Linked DNA regions of Mus musculus: region 1 is linked to region 2. A link is a contact called in public ChIA-PET data. All regions are on one chromosome and are shown on one strand. Each heading gives the region's core, a stretch centred on a gene start, on an enhancer-like site or on the middle of the called end of the contact. The rest is flanking DNA. Distances are from core to core; before and after follow the strand shown. Region 1 has its middle 78 kb from the start of Gm46240. Region 2 has its middle 65 kb from the start of Gm33782.

What was found. ChIA-PET counts read pairs in DNA pulled down with a chosen protein or histone mark.
Region 1: a contact with region 2 is called in an RNA polymerase II ChIA-PET map of memory CD8 T cells, with 49 read pairs. The contact joins two enhancer-like sites. A contact is called at or near these places in 1 of 484 Hi-C or Micro-C datasets (CD4 T cells) and 2 of 115 datasets of contacts at active chromatin or transcription factors (memory CD8 T cells and thymic regulatory T cells).

The regions. Positions count from the first base shown.
Region 1 is chr10:96,821,242-96,825,756 of GRCm38.p6, forward strand. No RefSeq gene overlaps it. Among named protein-coding and RNA genes, the nearest start is that of Gm46240, 78 kb to the right of the region's middle. Within about 2 kb of position 1,275, at least 60 of the 459 cell types and tissues checked have an H3K27ac peak or open chromatin away from gene starts, as enhancers often do. A contact at or near this core is called in memory CD8 T cells, where this site is marked.
Region 2 is chr10:96,371,791-96,376,046 of GRCm38.p6, forward strand. No RefSeq gene overlaps it. Among named protein-coding and RNA genes, the nearest start is that of Gm33782, 65 kb to the left of the region's middle. Within about 2 kb of position 2,636, at least 141 of the 459 cell types and tissues checked have an H3K27ac peak or open chromatin away from gene starts, as enhancers often do. A contact at or near this core is called in memory CD8 T cells, where this site is marked.

The DNA of each region.
Region 1 (4,515 bases), core at 25-2,524, 450 kb after region 2:
GAAACTCGTTCCCACATGCTTTTATATGTTGGATAAAATAAAAGTGAGAAAATTTTAAAGGAAGAAGAAACTGAATATATGCCACCAGCACATCTGGACTAGCACATCTGGACTAGCACATCTGGATGGTTAATATGACCTTAGAGGCAACCACTGGGCAAACCTCACTAGACGTTCTACAGGGCGTACACTGGCTTTGTTTATCGTAGCAGAACATATCAGACGCTATGACCTTTGGCTTGAACTAGAAGTAAGTCTTTACTCCGCCATGTGCTCCCCTTCCCTACATTTTATCCAACAGAATAGAATTGCCTAGATTACATTCTTATCCTCATTGGTCTGTACCAGCAACATTTGAGAGTCACTATTGCCCTGGCAATGTTCCTGGTTTTGCTCCAAGATTCCTTCCGCCTGTCCATCTTCTGCAGTGCCACCAGAGAATAGTATTTCATTAACCTAAATCATACGATGTAATTTTTCCTGCTTAAAACTGTCACATCAAGACTTTGAGTTATTATTATTGTTATTGTTATTGTTATTATTATTATTATTATTATTATTATTATTATTATTACAAGGCTTGGCTCCTGCCTACCTTCCCTTTTCTCCTGGTGTCTCAAGACTGACCTCTACCTTAAAAGCTAGTATTCCTAACTGGCATTTCCAGGACAGAGGAAACTGTCACTTCCAACTTTCTCTACTTGCAGCTTGCTTTGTCATCTTTAGGTCACAGACAGTTCATCTGACTAGTTGTCTCCAGCTAGGCCAAAGTCTCCTCATAAGTTGCAAAAGTTTTCAAATATTGTCATAAATTCCCATGTATCCAGGACACCAGAGTCTGGCCTCTGCTCTAGAAACTGCTTTACCCACATGGCTCTGTTCCAGAGACACCACTATTTTCTCCGTTTGGACATTTAGAACAAGCCCCAATTCTAAGCCTCTGCCTTGTGTTCATGGAACACCTCAAGCTAAATTTATATTTTCATGACTTTGCTTCCTTTTCTGGACTCTGTCTCGTCTCCAAATTGTCAGTGGTTTCTGCTCTTCTCATTTGAGTGGCCACATGATTATGGGAACTTCCAAGGTAGGAGAAGAGCTAGTTATTAAGATGAGGCCTGTAGAGTTGGGAACAACTTATTAGTAGCTGGGTGTGGCCCACGCAAACCTGGCTCAGAATCACAGCTCTTCAGCTTGAATTCACCCTGGGGAAGAGGCTCAGCTAGCAGCTCTTTAAAGAGCACAGGCTTCAGTGCCAGCTGTTTTCCTTGTAAAACAGCTGACCAGTTTTGCTCGGTGCAATCAGAGACTTGGGTTCCTTCCCACGAGGGAAAACCGTTGACCCATTTCAGTTAGTACTGCAGAAAAATTTCCATGGGCCCAAGAGAGGTTCTTGGGAAATAAGATAGGTATCCATTCATTGTATAAAGTGACAGGCAAGGCTTGTCATTTTTCACCATTGTAAGAAGTCAGAGGCAATAAACACATGCAGGAAATTGTGGTGGTATCTCCCCCCCACAATTGCTTCTGGAACTGTTTGTTTCTTTACAAGCTTGTTATTCACTAAGCAATCAATTTTAACTCCTCCTTTGCCCTAGTTCCTGGAAACCCCTAATCTTGCCATCTTTATAGATCTGCCTATTTTGAAAATTTCAAATACATTAAACTATACAACCTCCAACTTTTTGTGTCTGCTTCATTCATGTGAGGTATGAGTTCCAGTTGATTTGTCTGTGGCATGCACCTCCTTCATGCATTCCTTCCTTTTAGTAGTTGAATAATATTCTACTGTGTGGGCAGGCCACATTTTTTTTTTATATCCATTCATCTGTTGATGTGCATTAGGGTCATTTCCACCTGCAGGTTATTACCCTGAAAGTTGCTGTTATGGCTGTTTGTGCCCTAGGTTTTATTTGAACATCTGTTTCCAATGATTTTTGGTGTGACTAGGAGTGGAATTGGAGGGTCATATGGTTCGGGAAAAAAAAAAAGATCCTTGTTTAACTTTAGTGAGGGAACCATGAAACTTTGTTTTTTCTCTAGTGGTTCAACAATTTTACATTCTAACGAGTTACGAGGAAGGATGGGTTTGGGCAAATCCTAAGAACACCATACAAAGTGTTTATATCAATAAGTGACTCATTAAAGACATTTACATGATAAGGAAGAACATCAACTCAGATTCTTAAAGTGAGATAAAGTTATCCCTCCTTCTTGGTTGAACAGACCATGATGGCTAATTATGAGTCAGTTCTGGAAAGTTCCGAGAGCAGCGTGTCAGGGCATCTACACAGAAGATTATTGGTGTAAGGTTTTTGAAATAGCCACACGTCAGCTGTTCAGAAATACAGATTCGCACTGTCTATGGCTGAGTTCTGCTTGGCTCCAGTGACACTGTTTCTGCTGAGCTTGAAAACCTCTTAAACCTGTCATTGAAAGGTAATATGTTCTTTTCTGGCTTGAATCACAACAGGGAATTCAAACTTGTAGTTCCTTTTGGAGCCTAAAGTCATTTAAAGTCAAATCACCTATGAGGATAAGCAGGGAGCTGTTTCAGGTCTGAACCCCCTCAGCCTTCCCGGAAGTCATGCCATTGGAATGCACAAGCTTGGTCGTTATTACCTCTGGGTGGCGTTCGCCTTTGCTGTATCTGTACGGACTATATTAGCTAGGTCTTCTGGGATGTTTAAGTTTTCCAATGATGTTGACAGCCTTATCCATGCCCTGGTGATATCAGATATGGATTCTTGGAGCTTCCCTTTCTCAGATCCTTGGCTTCTTCCTATCCTCAGACCACTTAACATTGGTTCAAGTTACAAGTTCAGGGGATTCCATGGCATTTCTCAAACGTCTAAGGCCCTTAAGGGAGTTCACTGGTCTGGTGCAATACCACATACTAATCCTGTCTAGCCTAGAGTTTTAAGCTTTTGAAGCTTAAGTAAATGGGCAGGTAGGAGATCCCATTGACAGAAAGTCAAAAGTCACACTAGATTATGTGTTGGCAAGTCAAAAGGAAATCATTGTTCCTCCTAGAAAAGAAGAAGTTCAATGGAGACAACTTATACTGTGAACTTGATCATCAGTCTATGTGTTGTTAGTCTTCATCGTCAACTCGACAGGATTTGGAATCGCCACATACACCTCTGGGCATGATTTGGGATTTTTTTTTTTTTGAAGAGGTTTAATCAAAATGGAGAGCTCCAATTCTAATCGGAGCAGCAGCACCTTAGTCAGCTAGTATTATGGTCCTAAACGACTGGGCGCAACTCCTGCTTGGGTTTGATCTAAGACATTTCAGTGCTTGGCATCCATTGCATTGGTACTAGGAACATCCAGCTCTGTACAGTTAACAAGAGTATAGTTCCGGTGGAGAACTTCGAATGTCACGGTCACTTTGTGCTTCTTTGTCAATTGCTTAATCTTTAACCGGTGTAAATAAGACTCTTAAGCAGTTCTTAGAAAACTGTAAAATTCTCTACCACTGAGGACATGGCCTTGTCTTCGATTTGTAAAGCCTAGTTTTCTTCTCGGGTGTGTCCCTGTTCCTATCAGTGGTATATCTCATAACTTGGGGTCTGCTGGGGCAAATGGCTCAGATGGTAAGAACATCTGTACCATTAGCCTCCCCAGGTGCAGTGCTGCAAGAGAGGATAGCTGTTTCTTGCTCATCAGTCACTCACGTTTATAATCTACCATGTAATCTAGTTTGCCTCAGAAGTATTCAGATACAGCATGCCCCAGGAATGTGACATGGACTTGGAGAAAGCAGGTCTCTCAGTTGAGAGGAGTAACCCATCAGGATGATAGCCAAGGGCCATCAGTTAAGAGCAATCTTGGTGTCTGAGAATCATATTCTTCCATCCCCTATATTGATGCTCCCAGAGTATGAAAAAGTCCACTGTGATCTCCAAGCAATTCTACTTAGACAGGTTATTGATCTGTCAACAAAAGGCAGATATGGTGAAATAATACAAGAGATACATTGAAGGAAACCATTTCCTAGGGACTTGCCAAAATGTTTTCTCATGGCTTGGTTCCCAGAGTGGTACTATTAGGAAATGACGGGCTTCACAGGACTAGACCTCATGGGAGGATCTTAGGTCACTGGAAACATGTCCTTGAATGGGATCATGAAACTCCTGCTTTTGTTTCTCTCTGTTGTTTATTGGTCACAAGATAATCGATTTCTGTACCCCAGGTATTTTGTCTTAGTGATAAGGAACAAAGGTTATTTGGGTCCATCGTTTATAGTTTACACTCCACAGCTGGGTGGATCTATGGCTTTTAGTACTCTATTCAACTGATAGATAGCAATGGGAGGGAGACTGGGAGGGAGAGAGGCTAGAAGGAGGGGTGGGTCACATCTATTATTCCATTCACTCAGTATCTTTGGGAATGAATAAGAAATAAAATTGTCTTAGGCAAAAATCAAAGAAAGCAAAAGAAAAGACAGAAGAAAAGAATGAATAAATTAGAGAGGCTATCTTCAGCAACCTTGCTTTCAAGCAGTTATCTCTG
Region 2 (4,256 bases), core at 1,386-3,885:
GTTTTCCTGAGAACAATGTACATGTACGTCATCAAACCCAAGCTCTTGACTCTAGCTGCATATGTATCAAAAGATGGCCTAGTCGGCCATCACTGGAAAGAGAGGCCCATTGGACACGCAAACTTTATATGCCCCAGTACAGGGGAACGCCAGGGCCAAAAAAATGGGAATGGGTGGATAGGGGAGTGGGGGGAAGGGTATGGGGGACTTTTGGGATAGCATTGGAAATGTAATTGAGGAAAATATGTAATAAAAAATATTTTTAAAAATACCAATAAGGAAACGGGGATGACGGAGTAAAGCAGCTGAATTTATCCCGAGAGAAGTGTATTGTTTTAAGATGAGAAAGAAGGACATTTTGGGATGTGGGGGATGCTGAGTGCTTCATATATGCTGACGATATACTCTTTCCATAGAGCTACATAGCCATCCCCCAACAATAATTTTTAGCTGCACATTTCTATTGAGTTTAAACAGCTCATGCACAAAATTTGCTACAATAAGACACCACGAGAAAGTTCCCCTCTCTCAATTTCTGCAAAATCCTTCTTGGAGACAGATGGTCTCGGATATTCTGTGGATCAATCCACGTTTTTAATTTTAGTGTAATGATGATATAAAAAACTATACAAGGAAGCTATACCTTGCATTCTGGTCTGTCCGCAGTCTACCATTATGTGGCACAATGCTCTCTCTCAGGATGCTAGGTAGCACCAAGTTGCAGCAGCTGTCAGCCAGACGTGCGCTCGTGAAAGGTAACATTGCTCTTTTGCAATAGACACAAGTTATTAAGCTATTGTATTTGGTAGCGCAGGCTTGAGATGTTTCCAGCCTACAGTGGACTATGGGGATAGAGGAAAAACTCCCAAGAATGTTGCATCTGACATGGTATTTTTTCAAGGAAAGGGCGTCAGGAAGAGAACATACCATTAACTCCTAATAAGGGCAAAGGAAAAATGGACTCAAGGGGAGAGGGTTTAAATTTATGGAGTGTTGACTTTATGGTAGACACTTGATGTAACACTTGGCTAACTTTATTTTCTCAGTTTCTCCCAACAATCCAGTGGGGGTATCAACATTCCTCGCACCTATCACCACCGCTAAAACTCAAAGAGCAGCTCTTTGTCTCGGCTTTAACAGCTGCTGAGTGAGAGAGCCGAGGCTTACACTCTTGTCTAAGTTGTTTAGAGTACGCTGGGCAGTCTCAGCGTATTCCTAATGACCCGAGCTCCCTCTGAGCCCTGTGAAGTGAAGAGGAATAAGATGTATGGTCCGTACTCAACACCTACAGTTCTAGTCAGGAGACAGATCAAGAGAATGCCTTGGTAGGCACAAGAAAGGGTACAGAAGCCCACAAAAGCCATGAATCACAGAGGCCTCCAGGGGTAGAGGAATCCTAGAGGAGGATAGGCTAGAGAGAGGCTTGGAAGAAAGCTCAGGCTTTAGAAACACAGAGGGTCCATTTACTCTTCCAGAAGGGACTGTGTCAAACTGAGAATGCCTACGAGGAGGTCAGAGAGCGCAGTGAGCAGCTACCACTGTGTTGTCTATGTTAGCACAGGGGGAGTCCTCTGACACCCTTGTGCCTCACAGTATGGCCTAAGCTCTGATATCCGTAACCACTCCTCCCCCAGAGACTGTTAGAAATGCAGAATTCGGTGCCTGGCATCAGAAGCACTCAAACAGAATCTGCAAGATCTCCGTGAACATTTGAGAATCGCTAGGCTCAGTCTTTCCAGAGTCCTTCTTTTCGATGCATCACAAAGACTGAGCAGAATCCACAGGCCCTTTTCTCTGCCCTTTGCCCCACCCCTACCCCTTCTGCAGAAGCCTCCTTGTCTATCAGGGCCTGAGAGACGCTTCCTCTTAACTGCTCTACCTAAAACCCAGCATCCTCTTCCTGTCGCTTGAATGCCATGCTCTTCTTGGCCTCCCTCAGGGCCACTGATCTGTGAATGTCTGCCTTTGAGAATGCGAAGCAAAGCTATTGGGCACTCAGATAACTACAAAACAGGGTGACCTCTGACAGGAGCTAGTCTCAAGCAACTGGCCTGTGTATGTCGTGGTGAGCCTGAAAGAATACTGTACATCAGCATTGCTTGTGCTCCACAGGGCCTGTGAAAGGGCAGCACAGCCCTCACCTTGGAATAGGAACACCCCAGGCTTAGAGAAGTATCCCCAAACCTGGAGTGGGGCCTGCTGGCTCATCTGGCTATTTGGTTCAGACTTCTGATTCACAGCCACCATCCAAGAAGATTCCAGGTTCAGTAGAATTCAGGGAAAGAGACCCTGTGGCTGGGTGTGGCGTCATTCTTCTGTAATTCCAACATGTGGGATGCTGAGGTAAGATGACAGTGAGTTTGAGGCCACCACAGACTCCAGTTTGAGCTCCTGTTCTCCACACATATAGGAAACATTGTGCACCAACTCCGAAATGTGCTCTGGCTTCAGTCATGACACATGTTTTGAACTTGTGACTCCCAATCACATAACACAACACAATAAAGCAAGAAAGACGACGACAACAACAACAACAAATTGAACAAACTGAACTGACAGCTCTTCTTAGAGCCTTCAGAGAATTGAGGTCACAGACTGCTGCCGACAAGCAAGAGCGGCAGGCCCATGAGTGTGGAGAACGTCAGTTCACCAAAAGCAGAAGTGTGGAAACAGAAACCACTACCACCCACCAACAAATTGCTATTGTTCCCGTCTGCTCAAGCCTGAGAATTGGATATCTTAGAGGGTCTAAACAAAGGAACTTTCCTGAGTTTTACTGATATTAGACTCCTACTGTGAAAAAACAAAAGTAAAATACTGTATTGCTTCCCCACGGGGTAGGGACATCGTCATTTTAAAATATACCTGAAGTTCTGGGTTCTCCTTGCTAAGACTTAACCTTCAGGACACTGGTGCAGCAGAGCCTGACTCATGGGGTTTTACCAGGGGCTTAACTGATCTGGGAAGGGAAATACCCAACTTGGCCTCACTGAAACACGGAACTGATCCGGGACTGTTAAATTGTCTCTTCCTTCTACCAACAGGTCAACAGCCCTCCCAAGAACACAGAGAGAGCAGCAGAAAAAACCTGCAGGCCTCAAGCCGGTTCAGGAGTCTTTAGGCTGACCCAAAGATAACAGAGGTGGCACAAAGGACATGGGAAGTTCCATCTCTTTCACACATCTAAGCCTCCAGAAATGATAGCCAGATAAACACAAAGGGACACTAAACTCAGATGCCTCTACAGTGAAGCTCTTCGTGTACCCAAGTAGTAGTCTGCTCACATGGAATGTTCTAGCACCTCTACTTAGTATAAAGGACTAAGGGAAACAGCCACATGGTTTGGCATTAAGAGAAGAAATAAAGTCACTTTACAAAGCCCTGACAGTTGTCCTTTAGCCACAAGCAAGTATTTATCCTGAGGTCCTCCGGCCCTGTGAAATCCACAACAGCTGAGACATCCCTCGTGGTTCACGCCTATAATCCCATTACTTGGAAGGCTGAGTCAAGGAGCTAGCCTTGAACTTCAGGCCAGCCTGGGCTACAGAGAATGACCCTAACTAAGAAATAAAAACACACAGGAATTGTACTTTAGAGCCTTAGGAGATTATATGTTTCAAGTCATCAAGCTGTCAATGAAGGCTTTATGGTTTATTGTGATAAGAAGTTCAGTTAATTAGTAAGTATTTTAGATGATGTTCTCTTGGTGAGTCTTGTTTTTTTTTTTTTAATTAGCTATTTTCTTTATTTACATTTCAAATGTTATTCCCTTTCCTAGTTTCCCCTCTGAAAACCCCCTATCCCTCCTCCCACCCCTGCTCACCAACCCACCCACTCCCTCTTCCTGGCCTTGGCAGTCCCCTACACTGGGGCATAGAACCTTCACAAGACCAAGGGCCTCTCCTCCCATTGATGACCGACTAGGCCATCCTCTGCTACATATGCAGCTAGGGCCATGAGTCCCACCATGTGTTTTCTTTGATTGGTGATTTATACCCAGGGAGCTCTGGAGATACTGGTTCATATTGTTGTTCCTCCTATGGGGCTGCAAACCCCTTCAGTTCCTTGGGTACTTTCTCTAGCTCCTTCATTGGGGACCCTGTGCTCAGTCCAATGGATGGCTGTGAGCAACCACTTCTGTATTTATGAGGCACTAGCAGAGCCTCTCAGGAGACAGCTACATCAGGCTTCTGTCAGCAAGCTCCTGTTGGCATCCACAGTAGTGTCTGGTTTGGGTGGTTGTTTATGGGATGGAT